Regions from separate parts of the Gossypium hirsutum genome. Here region 2 is linked to region 1. A link is a contact called in public Hi-C data. All regions are on one chromosome and are shown on one strand. Each heading gives the region's core, a stretch centred on a gene start, on an enhancer-like site or on the middle of the called end of the contact. The rest is flanking DNA. Distances are from core to core; before and after follow the strand shown.

Region 1 (4,156 bases), core at 166-2,665:
AGATTTGCTCAAGAGATGGGTTTCGGTTTGTTGAAATAGAAGGTGATTTCAAGGTTGTGATAAAAGAAGCTTGAGACAACATGAATTGTCAGATCGATGATTAGTAATGTAATATTATTTGGAAAATGAAATAATTTTTTCTAGATTTTGAAATAAAAAATAATTTTATAATTTATAAGCATCCAGAACATCAAAATAATTTTATAAAAAATTCAGTAGTTTGGAATTTTAGACTTAATTTTTTTTTTCTATATTTTTAACGGAAATTTGGATTAGGCAAGGAAATCACAGAATGATAGTATTAGCAGTAAACTGATAAAAAAGTTAGTGCAAACACTAAAATGATAATTTAACTCTAATACAAGGATGAAAAGAGGAATTAAGCCTAAACCCTATATTCAAAGTGGGGCATTCAACTAAAAATGGATCAGCATGTAGCATGGGAGACGTCATCCCATATTTGTCAGGCAAGCATTAGTTCGATTTTGGTATGCCACTAATTAACCCACCTCTTCTTCAATTTCATCCTTTTTCTTTTTCTATTGGACCCCAAATTCCAATAATCTAAAAAAACAAATAATAATTCATTTTCACCCATTGCAATTAAAACACCCATCTTTTTGTCCCCCCATTTACTTAACACAAATCTTTTCATTTGTACCAATATCCTTTGTATTTTTTTCCCATTAATCAAACCTTGACTAACATTTTTACAAATTAAATCATCTACCAAACCGTTTCTTTAAATTTTATAAACAATTAAATTCGTTACAAAAAAAAGTTTAACTATGCCCTCACTCCCTATATGTTTTGGATTTTCAAATTCAATCGCTCTATATATAATTCTCCCTCTACTTATCTAATTAAAAAAAATTGAAGTTCAATTAATAATATTATCATTGTATTTACATTAAATTTGAATATTTAAATGGCCAATTTAAAAAATTAAAATTAAAAAGTTCAAAAATAGAAAGACTGAGGCCATAATTAGACCTAAAGAACAGTTAAAAATATAAAACAAAAAAGGTATAAATAAGTTTTAGTCAACAAATTTAATAAAAAGTAATAAAGGAAGCATTAAATTTATTATGTGTAACGACCCGCATGATGATGAGCGTGACAACAACATCTCATCATTAAATTTCATAATTGTTTTTAAAATCAACCACCAACCCCATTTAAAACCCCTTACGTACGCCACCGTTTCCTTAATCTCAATTTTACTAACTAATTAAACACCCTTTACATTAAACCCTGCAATCAACTATAAATACAGCTTTCGGCCTCCTCCATTTTCCCACATTCTGCAACCATTCTTTTCTGATTAAAAAGCAAAAAAAAAAAAAAAAACAAAACAAAACCAAACTTCAAACAAAAGGGAATTTTCTTGTCATAATTTTCTGAGGAATTCATCGATGGCAACCAAAGTGTATATTGTGTATGTAGTTTAATTCTATTTCCCTCTTCTTAAATTTTGAAAAAAAATTATTTGTTTTTTTTTGGGGGGGGGGGTGTGGGGTTTGAAATGCTGTTTGATTGTGATGCTTGATTGATTTTTTTATTACTTCAGTTGAGTTGAGATTTGTGATTTTTTTCCCTTTTTTTAGCTTTCTTTTGATTTAATTTTTTAAATTAGTTTATTGCTTTGAGTTGATTCTGCTGAACTCGGTTTTTCTTTTCTGTATTTATAATTTAACGGAAAGTTTGGAATTTCAATTAATCTTACAATAATTAGAGTAAGATTTAGTTCCCCAAAGTATAATTTCTGGAGCTGGAAAAATGCGATTTTTAATCATTTGAGTTTGAAATTAATTTCAAGTTGGATACCGGAGAAATGCAATATCAATTGGTTTTTGTTTATCGTCTGTTGATTTTGGAGTCAATTAGTTAAGAAATAACCATAGACGTTACGATGTCAGTAGTTTCAGATTCTTTTTCATCTAATTTTTGTTGGTAATGGGATTAATTTGGCTATTTTAGGAGGCACAATCAAAAAGGTCAATCAGATTAAAGCTGTGTTCAATTTGGTTATGTTTGTTTGAATTGATACATGGGAAAACTGATTAGGAAGTAGAAAAGGAAATGAGCCTATCAAGGACAGTTTTTTAGTCAGTAAACCATGAACTCTTAACTGGATCTGTTTTGCATATTTTATTAAACCATGATTTAATTGTTTGCTATTTGTTGGAAAACTTACATGTTGCATATAGATTTGGGTTGAGAAAGGCTATGTTTTATTGTTCTAGTTGGAGATTTAGCTTCTAAAATTATTATGCTGTCGGATTAATTGTTTTTTTTTTCTTAAATGTCTGCTAGTATCTGTATTAAAGATGAAACTACGTTTGCATTATGCATTAACTAGCGATTTTTGTACTGCTCTCTGAGACGACGTGGTAACTAAGACATAACCTGTGTAAGGAACTGAATTTGTTGAACAATAATATGGAGACAGGTTGTCGGTTTTAGGGGGGTGGGAGTGGGGATCTAGTTCTGTATTTGCCGACATATTTTTGAGTTTTAGATGAATCAAGAATGTCCTCACAACTATTCCCTATATATATACTTGAGTCAATGTCACTTAGTTGCAGTTGCTACTGTCCTTATCTGTACTTGTTTGTGAGGTTCCTCCAAGAGCAAGTTTAAACAGGGCTCAAGTGGAGTCAGCAATTTATTTTATTTGGGGCCAGAGCAAGTTCTTAAGAAACTAAACCTATCTGAGATTCTGAATGGTGGGGCTAAGGACATTAGATTCCATCATTATTGTTTTGAATTACAAAATCGTATACCATTAGCAATGTTTTTTAGTATGACCATATATTAGACTTACATTTGGCATGTTATTGAATTACTATATTACTATAGATTGTATGCACTTTGGATATCTCTGGATGCTTTTGTTGTATGCTTATTCTGTACTCATATGCATTCTTGGAATTCAAAAGCAATGACATCTGTAGGTATTGACATAAGATAAATTTCTTGGCACCATCTGCAAGCGACATCTGACATTAGTTTATTATAGAAATGACCGAAACTATTCTCCCTTGTAACAAGGTATCATGTATGGCATAGCATGCTCTCTTCAGGGGTGATTAGTTATATACTATTCAGTTGTCATTATGCACTCAATCTGCTAGTTTAATACTGGTTGCTTAATTTTTTTGGTTTTATTCTGATATCCTAGTTTGTGGCAGCTTTCACCTTAGAACCCTTTGCCCTGTGTTATTGTAGATGAATACTGATGTATGGTAAGATGGGCAGACAATTTTTGGTTGGTTCATAGTTTTTCTGTTTTCTGACCCCTTATATGTCCCTTTCTAGAATTTTCCTCTGCCACAAATTTATCCTGGCATTGATCTTCAAGCTCCCCTACTCTTTGGGTCATGTATCTGCCCATGATTGATGGTCTAGTGTATCTCCATTTTTCCTTAAAATAGTTATCAAAATTGAGTTTTATGAGCCAGCACACTAAATGTTGAACTGTGATATAGCTTTTGTGTGATTTTAACTTAGACTTCAACACTTGCTGATTGGTGGTTTATTGTAGCTTGTTCATCATGATTGCACAAAGTTGTATGATGTTGTGATTGGCAGTTTGTCGTGTGAATCAAACTAAGTGGTCCAGTTGTGTCTTAAATTTAGTTAAACTTTTTGACCATACTATTTTTTGATGATAGCCTAATGACTCATTGTCGAGCCAAAATTTCATGACCATAATGTATAATATAATTCGTGAAAACTGCTATGTCCTTTTTATTACCTGGAAACATACATTGGTTTCAATTATTATATTTCTTGGTTCAATCAAGTTCTTTTTTGTATTTATTATTTTCATTAGAATACTTTTCTCTTAGCCTCGGTTATGCTTAATCCTTTTGCAAATATAGTGTCTCTTTTTATTGGAACGTCTTTTGTTCCTTCTTTTTTAAATAATTTTTGATCAAAACTTCTCGCTGATGTTATAGATACTATTCCATGTATGGACATGTGGAAAAACTAGCAGAGGAGATAAAGAAAGGGGCGGCATCTGTTGAAGGTGTTGAAGCGAAACTATGGCAGGTAATAATTTGTAGCATGCTGCTGTGGTTGAAATACCTGCTTTCTTTATAGTAGTCTCGATAACCTAAAAGCAATGAACAGTTTATTTATGGATAAG
Region 2 (4,124 bases), core at 396-2,895, 43 kb after region 1:
TTAATAAAAGAAATATATATAATGTTATTAAAACATATATAATTAAACGTCATTATATATTTTTTTTTAAATATTGATGCATCTAAACTGATTTTAGTTAGTTTTTTCTATAAATATTAATAAATTTAAATAAAATTTAAAACTAATATTTCGAGTCAGTCATATTAATAAAATGCATGAGTCAGACTTTAGCCCCACCTGAAACCGCTTCTTATTTTTAACATGTAATTGGAATGAGCATTTGATTGAATAATTAGGACTTGTCTCTTCTAAACCACTATTGATAACCCTTTTTCCCATTGGAAGACAAAATATGATATATCTTATCAAAACTCCTATGAAGTACCATAATTTGGCTGTCAGCTGCTGCAAAAAATTGTTAAGAAGAATATACAGTCCTAGAAGGTTTGAGTGTGTGGGGGTTAGGGCACATGGTTCAATTTCTAGGCCAAAGACTTGACAGCATGACCTCATTTTTGCATCAATAATAGCAATAGTTATAAAGTTTTATTCTTTATTCTTTATTCTTTATATACATAAAAGAAAAGGGTTAGTATATAATTAGTCTGAAAATAAAATTTTGATTAAAGTTGTTTATGATTTTGAAGAGTAGGACCCTGGGGGGTGCCTGGAAAAGTAAGGTCCAATTTATTTAATTTTTTTAAAATATATTTTTGAAGGGGTTGATGATGGAAATATGAAGAGGAAGGATTGGTCGGACCTACTTCCTACATCCCTTTATTCTCTTATAGTCATTATTGCTGTTTAGGGCCCATCACCAGTTTTTCTGTTCAGATCCATATTTTATTACAATAGTACAACCTATATATATTTTAAAAAAAAGAAAAAAAAAGAGTGTCGTAACAACATCACCCCAATTTTGAAATTTCAAAATACCCTTTATATCTTATTATGATTTGTAACAAGTATTTTTATTAAAAAAAAAGTATATTTAGTAAAGGAAAAACCTTAAAGAGGGGAGTATCTTTGGTTTTTCTCCACTTCACTAGCACATTAATATATATTACTCAATTTTAATTTATATAAAAAAATTTAACCAATATTAAATAATAGGCTGCAAGTTTTATATAATATCCAAAAATAAAATATTTATATTTCTTCTGGTAACACATATAACAAGTTTTATATAATTTTTGGTATAATTTTTAGATTTTACAGGGTTAAGAGGGTAAAAAGTGTCATATAGAAGTATTACAAAATATTAAAAAAAAAGAGACATGGTAATTTTTAAAATTACTTGTAGAATAAAAAAAATATACTCCAAGTGTATCAAATATTAACCCTTACAATAACTAGACATAAAATAAACAATAGTTAATACAATTTTAGATTTGAAATTAGAAAAATGAATAAAACCTCTTCAAAATAGGAAAAATATTTTCTTTCTCTTTGTTAAAAATAAGTTATGCGATTAACTAAATATTACCAAATATATTAATTTATCACCTTTACATTCAAATATAAAAAAATAAAGAAATGGCTCTTGTAGCAATGGTTACAAATATAAGCCCATTTATGAATGTTATAAAGCATCTTTCATTGGGGCAGTGGCTTATAATGGTTAAATAAAAACCCCATTTGTCAAAGCCATGGGCATGGTTCACCACCCTTAGGTCCATTTTAGGCCCCAAGAATGGTTGTATTTATGAATTTTGTAGGCACTTGGGTCCATATTTTTAAGATCATGGGCCTGTAGTGGTTAAATAATAGCCCCATTTTTCCTATACAATGGGCTTTGATTAATGGCATACAAATTATATGGCCATTTTGCAACACCCAATTTGCCCTTTCGGAGAAAAAAACTGAAAAAGGCGGCCGAAAAAGAAAAATAGCTTTTCCGTTCAGCCATGGATCTTCTTTTCAAAGCCTACTCCAACACTTCAGACGATGAACCCGAACCCGAACCCGACCCTGAACCCAAACCTGTAAACCATCACCACCTCCCTTTCCGCCCTTCCAAACGGCCCAAACCCGAATACCTATTTCCCACATTGGATCTTCAAAAGAGAGAAGAAGCTCCGCTTCCCGGCAGGTACATATCGAAAAGGGAACGAGCACTTGCTGGTGCGGTTTCCCAGGCTCATGAACCGAACCCGATTCACCGGGATCATCATGTCATCAATCAATCAGGTACTTGTTGCTTTTGCCTTTTTCTTTTATTTCCCCAATTTTAGCGGCTTTTTTTTTTTGGTTTAAAGTTGCAGTTTTTGATTATTATTTTTTTGAAAACCAAGTGAAAAGAGGAAATGGGTAGTCTTGTCATTGATGAGATAATCAATGTTTAAAATTAGAAACTTAATTTAATTTGTGTTTTCAATTGAGTAGAGAAATTTTGGATTGAATTGGTGACTCGGTAGGAAGAAAATGTTCATGTAAATTTTTTTTTGTTGTTGTTGTTGATACTACCTTTTGGCAAGGAGGCGGCTGGAGCCGAGACTCAATTGCCTTGCACTCTATTTGAGTATTTAATATTCCTTGTATAGTTCAATGATCTTATCTCATTCAAAGATTAGTGCCATTTTTTTTACTGTTGCCTATTTCACTGAGCCCATTTTCTTTCCTCTACATTGTGTATTGAAGTCTTTTGTTCAGATTCTGCTAAGTTGTGGATTTAGTCATTTTTATAGTATTTTTTTCTGGCATAATCGGTAACAATTAAATTCGTTAGGTCAAATTCTACATGCGTTAGTTGTGATTTAGTTTTTGTGATTTAGTTTTTGTGCTTTGAGTCAATCATTTCTAGAAACCATTTTTTTGGGATTTTGAAATTTTAAGTCATGACTCAGGCTACTTGTAGTCGTTAAATTCATTGACTAAAATGAGGTGGCATTTTTGTGACTATTATATGGAAATAGTAAGTTGACATTGAATTTCCGTGTGATAATTGTTTATTGCATAAAATTTCGGAAACAACAAAATTTAACATAGTGACTAAAGTTGAAATTTCAAAATTTGAAAAGTACAAGGGCTACAGTTTCAAAATTCGAAAAGTACAAGGACTAAAAATGATCAAATTAGAGTATAGTGACTAAATTTGCAGTTTAGTACACGGGACTAATGGCAAAATTTGACTAACTCTTTTTTTTGGCATTAATATGATAATATCTTACTCATGTACTCTACAGCTTGTTTTAGAATTGCTTGTGTTTCCTTTGTGTACACAATTATTGGGTTGGAACTTCAAACAGGGTCAGGGAAGCAAAAAGCAAATGGATATGAGCCCTCAAATGATAGAAAGAAAATTTTAACATGGTTTGTTCTGATGATGTGCTCCTGTCTGATGGTTATACCAGTCAAATCTGTATCCTTCAGTGTTTTTTGCGTCTAATCAAAGGGCCAGATCGAATAAATGTATAAGCCCGATTGTTGACAGAATCTGTCCAAATATTTGACAAGCTTATTGTTAAAAATTGGATGTTTCCTCTATTTGTAGAACGAAGTCTCACCCGTTCATAAAAGTATTCACCATAACAAATGTATTCGTGAATCTTGTTTGTTCCTTATTATTTATGATACTTTTATTGAGTAGTGTTAATAACAATAAGGTTTATGCTACGTCGTTGTACTCATAAGCTGTTCACTTGTGTCAAGATTAACTTTTACTATAATCATAAGAACTTGTGTCATTTTTCCTGCTGATACAGTAAATCTCTTGTTCTCAGTTCTTGGAAGCATTTCAGAACTGGATCTACCACATGATGTTCTTTCATTGATGCGGCATAAACCAAAGGGCCGTACACAGCTAAGTCAAATTCCTGGAAAGCTTTCTGTAGCTCTGCATGGGCATGCAAAAGCTGTTAATGCTGTTCATTGGTCACCGACTCATGGTGTGCTATTGTTTTTCTAAAACCATCGACTTTTTACCTTTGTTGTTTTAGTGCATTATATTTATTGGTCCGGTCTTCTGAGTGCCATTTTAACTGTTTATGATCTAGTTTACAGTTCATCTACTTGCTTCTGCGGGGATGGATCAAACAATCTGCATATGGAATGTATGGAGCAGAGGTCAGAAAAAAGCTCGTGTGTTTAGCTTTCATAATGCAGCTGTGAAAGATGTTAAATGGTCACAGCAGGGACCATTTGTACTTTCTTGTGGATATGAC

The links. Hi-C and Micro-C count contacts between places; a contact is called where the count stands out from the background.
Region 2: a contact with region 1 is called in a Hi-C map of leaf, with 5 times the contacts expected there. The contact joins the enhancer-like site here to the promoter of LOC107917815 in region 1. A contact is called at or near these places in 13 of 34 Hi-C or Micro-C datasets (anther, callus, leaf and 1 more).

Annotation. Positions count from the first base shown.
Region 1 is chrA01:9,671,474-9,675,629 of Gossypium_hirsutum_v2.1, forward strand. LOC107917815 (probable NAD(P)H dehydrogenase (quinone) FQR1-like 1) reads left to right here and starts at 1,416. Exons shown (of 4, transcript NM_001327136.1): 1 at 1,416-1,438; 2 at 3,966-4,059. The coding sequence starts at 1,416.
Region 2 is chrA01:9,714,371-9,718,494 of Gossypium_hirsutum_v2.1, forward strand. It overlaps the pseudogene LOC107918225. Among protein-coding and RNA genes, the nearest start is that of LOC121208054, 20 kb to the right of the region's middle. Within about 2 kb of position 1,646, at least 8 of the 9 cell types and tissues checked have an H3K27ac peak or open chromatin away from gene starts, as enhancers often do. A contact at or near this core is called in leaf, where this site is marked.